Linked DNA regions of Danio rerio: region 1 is linked to region 2. Evidence: chromatin contacts called from public Micro-C data. All regions are on one chromosome and are shown on one strand. The core of a region is the stretch at or near the end of the contact, and the rest is flanking DNA. Distances in the headings are between cores, read along the strand shown. Region 1 overlaps cap2 (cyclase associated actin cytoskeleton regulatory protein 2). Region 2 has its middle 8.6 kb from the start of rbm24a.

What was found. Hi-C and Micro-C count contacts between places; a contact is called where the count stands out from the background.
Region 1: a Micro-C map of caudal fin shows a contact between it and region 2, with 7 times the contacts expected there. The contact joins two enhancer-like sites. A contact is called at or near these places in 6 of 18 Hi-C or Micro-C datasets (caudal fin, embryo, hematopoietic stem cells and 1 more) and 1 of 4 datasets of contacts at active chromatin or transcription factors (gastrula embryo).

The regions. Positions count from the first base shown.
Region 1 is chr19:49,087,095-49,090,518 of GRCz12tu, reverse strand. All of the region lies in intron 7 of cap2 (cyclase associated actin cytoskeleton regulatory protein 2), which reads right to left. Among named protein-coding and RNA genes, the nearest start is that of aunip, 26 kb to the left of the region's middle. Within about 2 kb of position 1,493, at least 14 of the 62 cell types and tissues checked have an H3K27ac peak or open chromatin away from gene starts, as enhancers often do.
Region 2 is chr19:48,994,126-48,997,460 of GRCz12tu, reverse strand. No RefSeq gene overlaps it. Among named protein-coding and RNA genes, the nearest start is that of rbm24a, 8.6 kb to the left of the region's middle. Within about 2 kb of position 1,365, at least 4 of the 62 cell types and tissues checked have an H3K27ac peak or open chromatin away from gene starts, as enhancers often do.

The DNA.
Region 1 (3,424 bases), core at 244-2,743, 93 kb before region 2:
TGGCTACATCTGCTTTTTACCATTGACTTCTAATCATTGGTAACAATAAAAAATTAAGTTTAATTTAATTTGATTTACTATTATTTTATATATTTAATTATATTTATTTACTATATTTACTTTCATTAATTAATTATTATTTTTTGGTAATAAAAAGTCTTATTTAATTTGATTTAATTAATTAATTTATATTTATTGCTATGTTTATTGGTAATAAAAATTGTCATTTATTCATTTATGTTTTAATGCCATATCAGCAGCATTGGCTATATCAGCTATAGGCCATTCACCTGTAATCATTGGTAATAAAAAAAAAGTTTTGTTTAATTTGATTTACTTACATTTTTATTTATATTTATTGTTAATAAAAAGTCTCATTTAATTTTTTTTTACTTTAATATAATTTAATTATATTTAAATATTATATTTACTTAAATTAATTTATTTATATTTATTGGTAATAGAAAGTCTCATTTAATTTAATTTAATATAATTTAACTTTATTTATTTATTATATTATACTTTAATTAACTAATCAATTAATTTATATTTTTTATTTATTGGTAATAAAAAAAGTCTTATTTTATTTGATTCAATTTAATATTTTTTCTTTTAATTTAATTATTTATTTATATTTATTTCTATATTTATTGGTAATAAAAAGTCTTATTTATTTTAATATGATTTCATCTAATTATTTATTTATATTTATTTACTATATTTACTTTAATTAATTAATTTATATTTATTGCTAATAAAAAAGTCTTATTTTATTTTATTTATTCATTTGCGATATCAGCAGCATTGGCTTTATTAGCTATTGGCCTTTCACCTGTAATCATTGGTTATAAAAAAACGTTTGTCTAATTTGATTTATTTTAATTTAATTTCAATATTTATTTATTTATATTTATTGGTAATAAAAAAAGTTTAATTTAATTTGATTTAATTTCAATATTTATTTATTTATATTTATCAGTAAAAAAAATTCTCATTTAATTTGATTGATGTATAATATAATTTAAATTTTTAATAATTTAAAAGTAATAAAAAGTCACATTTATTTATTTATTTAATTAATTATTCCTTTATGTTTTAATGCCATATCAGCAGCATTGGTTATTTTGACTATTATGTCAACTATTGCTTTTATTGGCCATTCAGCTACGTATATATTTCAAAATATCTGTGCATCTTGGTGTTTCCATCAAGCATTTTTAATGCAATAATCCAAAATGTGCATGAACACATGTGGATGGAGACAAAACTCTAGCTCTGGAGAGTCTGCACAGAGCGCTAGTTTTCTGTCAGTATGATGGAGCGCTGAGCAGATGCAGGAGTGTGTGGCGGACGATCCTCAGTCAGAGGAGATGTTTATAATGTGCAGGACATGAGAAGAGAGCTTGAATTACGAGGAGTGTGTGTGAGAGCAGGTGTGTAAGCCAGACACACACTAGGCTTTTGTTGGGGGCATTTCTATGGTAAACCCCCAATGCAAGAAGAGCCAGGAGACCACCTGTCCACAGCATACAGTCCACACACTCACGGCAGGAGCAACAGCTGACACACACTTATGTATGGACACACACACACACACAAATGCGTGCACACATATACTCACACAAAATGCATAGACACACGCACACACTTTTGCACCTATACTGTACGCACACACACAAACAAGCACACATGCACACATCTAGACACACACACACTCATACATGCATACAATACACACATAGTCTTACAATCACCCACACACACACATACACAAACATGCACACTTACATCACAAACACACACACACAAACAAGCACACATGCACACAAACACACACTGTCTTTTTCACACACACACACACACACACACACACACACATATGTATATATATATATATATATATATATATATATACACACACACACACATGTATACACACACACACACACACACACACACACACACACACACACATACATACATACATACATACATACACACATTTATTCATTTACTTTTAGGCTTAGTCCCTTTATTCATCAGGGATCGTCACAGTGGAATGAACCGCCAACTATTCCAGCATATGTCTTTCACAGCTGATGCCCTTCATCACCAGGGGTGCCCACAGTGGAATGAACCGCCAAATATTCCAGCATATTTTTTACACAGCTGAAGTCCTTCCAGCTGCAACCCCTCACTGGGAAACACCCATCCACACTTATCCAGCTGCAACCCATCACTGGGAAACACCCATCCACACTCATCCAGCTGCAACCCATCACTGGGAAACATCCATCCACACTCATCCAGCTGCAACCCATCACTGGGAAACATCCATCCACACTCATCCAGCTGCAACCCATCCCTGGGAAACATCCATCCACACTCATCCAGCTGCAACCCATCACTGGGAAACATCCATCCACACTCATCCAGCTGCAACCCATCACTGGGAAACACCCATCCACACTCATCCAGCTGCAACCCATCACTGGGAAACACCCATTCACACTCATCCAGCTGCAATCCATCACTGGGAAACACCCATCCACACTCATACAGCTGCAACCCATCACTGGGAAACACCCATATACACATCCAGCTGCAACCCATCACTGGGAAACACCCATACACACATCCAGCTGCAACCTCTCACTGAGAAACACCCATACATACTCATCCAGCTGCAACCCATCACTGAGAAACACCCATCCACACTCATCCAGCTGCAACCCATCACTGAGAAACACTCATACGCACTCATCCAGCTGCAACCCATCACTGGGAAACACCCATACACACTCATCCAGCTGCAACCCATCACTGAGAAACACCCACACACACTCATCCAGCTGCAACCCATCACTGGGAAACACCCATCCACACTCATCCAGCTGCAACCCATCACTGGAAAACACCCATCCACACTCATCCAGCTGCAACCCATCACTGGGAAACATCCATCCACACTCATCCAGCTGCAACCCATCACTGGGAAACACCCATCCACACTCATCCAGCTGCAACCCATCACTGGGAAACACCCATCCACACTTATCCAGCTGCAACCCATCACTGGAAAACACCCATCCACACTCATCCAGCTGCAACCCATCACTGGGAAACACCCATACACACTCATCCAGCTGCAACCCATCACTGGGAAACACCCATACACACTCATCCAGCTGCAACCCATCACTGGGAAACACCCATCCACACTCATCCAGCTGCAACCCATCACTGAGAAACACCCATACACACATCCAGCTGCAACCCATCACTGGGAAACACCCATACACACTCATCCAGCTGCAACCCATCACTGGGAAACACCCATACACACTCATCCAGCTGCAACCCATCACTGAGAAACACCCATACACACACATCCAGCTGCAACCCATCACTGGGAAACACCCAT
Region 2 (3,335 bases), core at 116-2,615:
ACAAACACACACTAACACACACAACACACTCATTAATACAATACACACTGTCACACACACACACACACACACACACACGTACACAAACTCAGACACAAATCCATACATATACACACAATCATACATACATCCAGTATACTTAAAAACACACACAACACACTCATTAATACAATACACACTGTCACACACACACACACACACACACACACACACATACAAACAAATTCAAATACACTAAAACACACACACACACAATCATAAATACACAAACAGTATATTTAAAAACACACACACAAATATACACTAACACACGCAACACAACACACTCATTAATACAATACACACTGTCTCACACACACACACACACACACACACACACACACACACACACACACACACACACACACACACACACACACACACACAAATTCATTTACACTCACAAACACAATCATACACACATACAGTATATTCAAAAACACACAAATACACACTAACACACACAACACAAATTAATACAAATTAATACAATACACACACTGTCACACACACACACGCACACACAAATTCATATACACTCAAACACAAACACAAACATACACACACATACAGTATATTCAAAAACACACACACACAAATACACACTAACACACATAACACAACACACTCATTAATACAATACACACTGTCACACACACATACAAATTCATATACACAAAAACACACACACACACACACACACACACACAATCATACACACACATACAGGATATTCAAAATAACATACACTAATACACACTAACACACACAACACAACACACTCATTAATACAATACACAGTCACGCACACACATACAAATTCATATACACTCAAACACACACAAACAATCATACACACATTAATTATACTTAAAAACACACAACTTCAAATACATATTCACACATACATACTGTATAGTCACATACACACACACAATCACACACAGTATACTCAACACACAACTTCCAATACACATTCTAATACACACACACACACACACACACACACACATATACACTCACAGCATACATAAAAATCATACACACACACACACACACACACACACAAACATATATACACGTGTACACACACTCATGCATAAGTACACACTCATACATGCACATAACTACACGCACACACACATATACACAAACATACATGCACACACACTGAACAGATGACAGCACATTTGAAGGTGTCTGGTTTATTATAATTAGCTGATTGCAGGAGGTCTGATTACTCACACCATCATCATTACAGAGACACACTAACATTCAGGGAAAACTCACATCGACACTGTTTCCAACACAGAAGACAAACCCGGTTCAGCTTCATCATAGGCTCACCAGCGCCACCTTGTGGACAGCTCACACACAGTCCTGTTGACTTCATATTTCCCTTCATATGCAGACTTTTACGTTCACATTTTACAGATTTTTATCATCATTGCATATAAAATGGGGCTAAATCATGCATAAAATTCAATTCATGTGATCAGAGATAAAAAAAAATAACGCTTTATGTGTTAAATCAAATGCATCGAAATTATAGTTTACAATAAACTTGAGAAATTTCAGCTTGTAAGAATAAAGGCATCCCTGATCCCTTGCATTTTGTTGAATTTAAGTTACATTGTGTCTACATGCCAACTAGATTATAAGTAGACCTATAGGTTGAGGTTAGTGTAAGTTGACATGTACTTGTAAAGTTTCGTATAGTCAGTTAAATGTCTGTTGAAGGAGCAGAATCAGTAGACATCAAGCAGACAGTCTAGTAATACTCAAATGAGAAGTAATTGGCATGTAGTTGCAATGCAACTTTTAGTCATCAAAATGTGCAATGGGGACCATCAAAATAAAGTGTTACCAGAATAAAAAGTGAGGTTAAAATACACAGAAAATTGAATTGCAATAACATTTCATGATATTTAACATTTCATTGTACTTTTAATATATTTTTGATCAAATATTCAATTAAAAAAATCTTACTGCCACAAATTACTGAATAACATATACAGCTGAGGACTCATTAGCCCTCATGTGAATTTAATAATTTAAAAAAATATTATAAAAGTCCTAACACATTTTTAAGATAACAGTTTATTAACTAATTTCTTATGACTAATAGCTTTTGCCATTGCCATTATAACACCAGATAAAATTTAACTAGTTATTTTGCAATATAGTGGTATTTAAGTTAAAGTGGCTGAAGTTTAAGGTATAACTAGGTTAATTAGGTTAACTAGGCACTTTACAGTAGGTTGTTCTGTAGCCAATCAAACAATAATAATTTTAAGGGGGCTAATAATAATGACCTTGGCAAGTTTGTATTATTCCAGCCTAAAGAAAACAAATAAGACATTCTCCAGAATGTAAATATAATAGAAAATACTGTGAAAAATGTCCTTGCTGTACTTGAAAGATATTTAAAAAAAAAAAAACTATTCACAGAAGGGCTAATATATTTGTCTTTAATTTTATATATATATATATATATATATATATATATATATATATATATATATATATATATATATATATATATATATACATACATATATATTAGGGATGTAACAATATTGTAAATACCCTCATACCGCAATAGCAATTTCTTTCAATATTACCGTGGTTGTGACTCAATAAAATCATTGGTCTTTTGGTGAAAAGTTTGCTCAGGCGAATGGAGTGAATGGGAGGTAGCGGAAACTACAATTTTCATTAGCCCAGGCGTGGCCATCATCCTTTGCGGTCTGTTGTCGCTACAGATCTAGTAATGCAGAAATGGAGGGTGCTGCTAGTAGCGGCAAAGAAAAAGAGCTAAAAATGGTCGAACCTAAAGCGGGTTTTAAATCAGATGTGTGGAAGCATTTCAGTTTCTCGCTGAAAAGAAATAAGAAAGAAGAAAAGGTGACAGAAAAAAGGGCATGCAGGCACTGCCAGACTGTGCTGAAATACAAGTCGGGAATACGACTAACATGATGGGGATTCTTTTAGTCAAGGGGACTGCAGAACACAGCACACTGCTCAGAATGATGGAGACATTGACTTGAACCACCAAGAGACCCCTATCTCACTCATGGCTTGTCCTTTCGAGTGGTGTTTTTTTTGTATTTAAATTGTATTTAAATTTTTTGTTATTAAAATTGAATAATTTAAGTTCCTGTTTGAAAGTTTACAGATAGATCATTTGTATGTCATTGATCTGTTTAGTGTTGAGGTAACCTGAACATTCTAGCACTTTTTTCGAGTGTCTTCAATAGTTTTGTTTTTCCTTTAAATGATTCAATAAATACCGT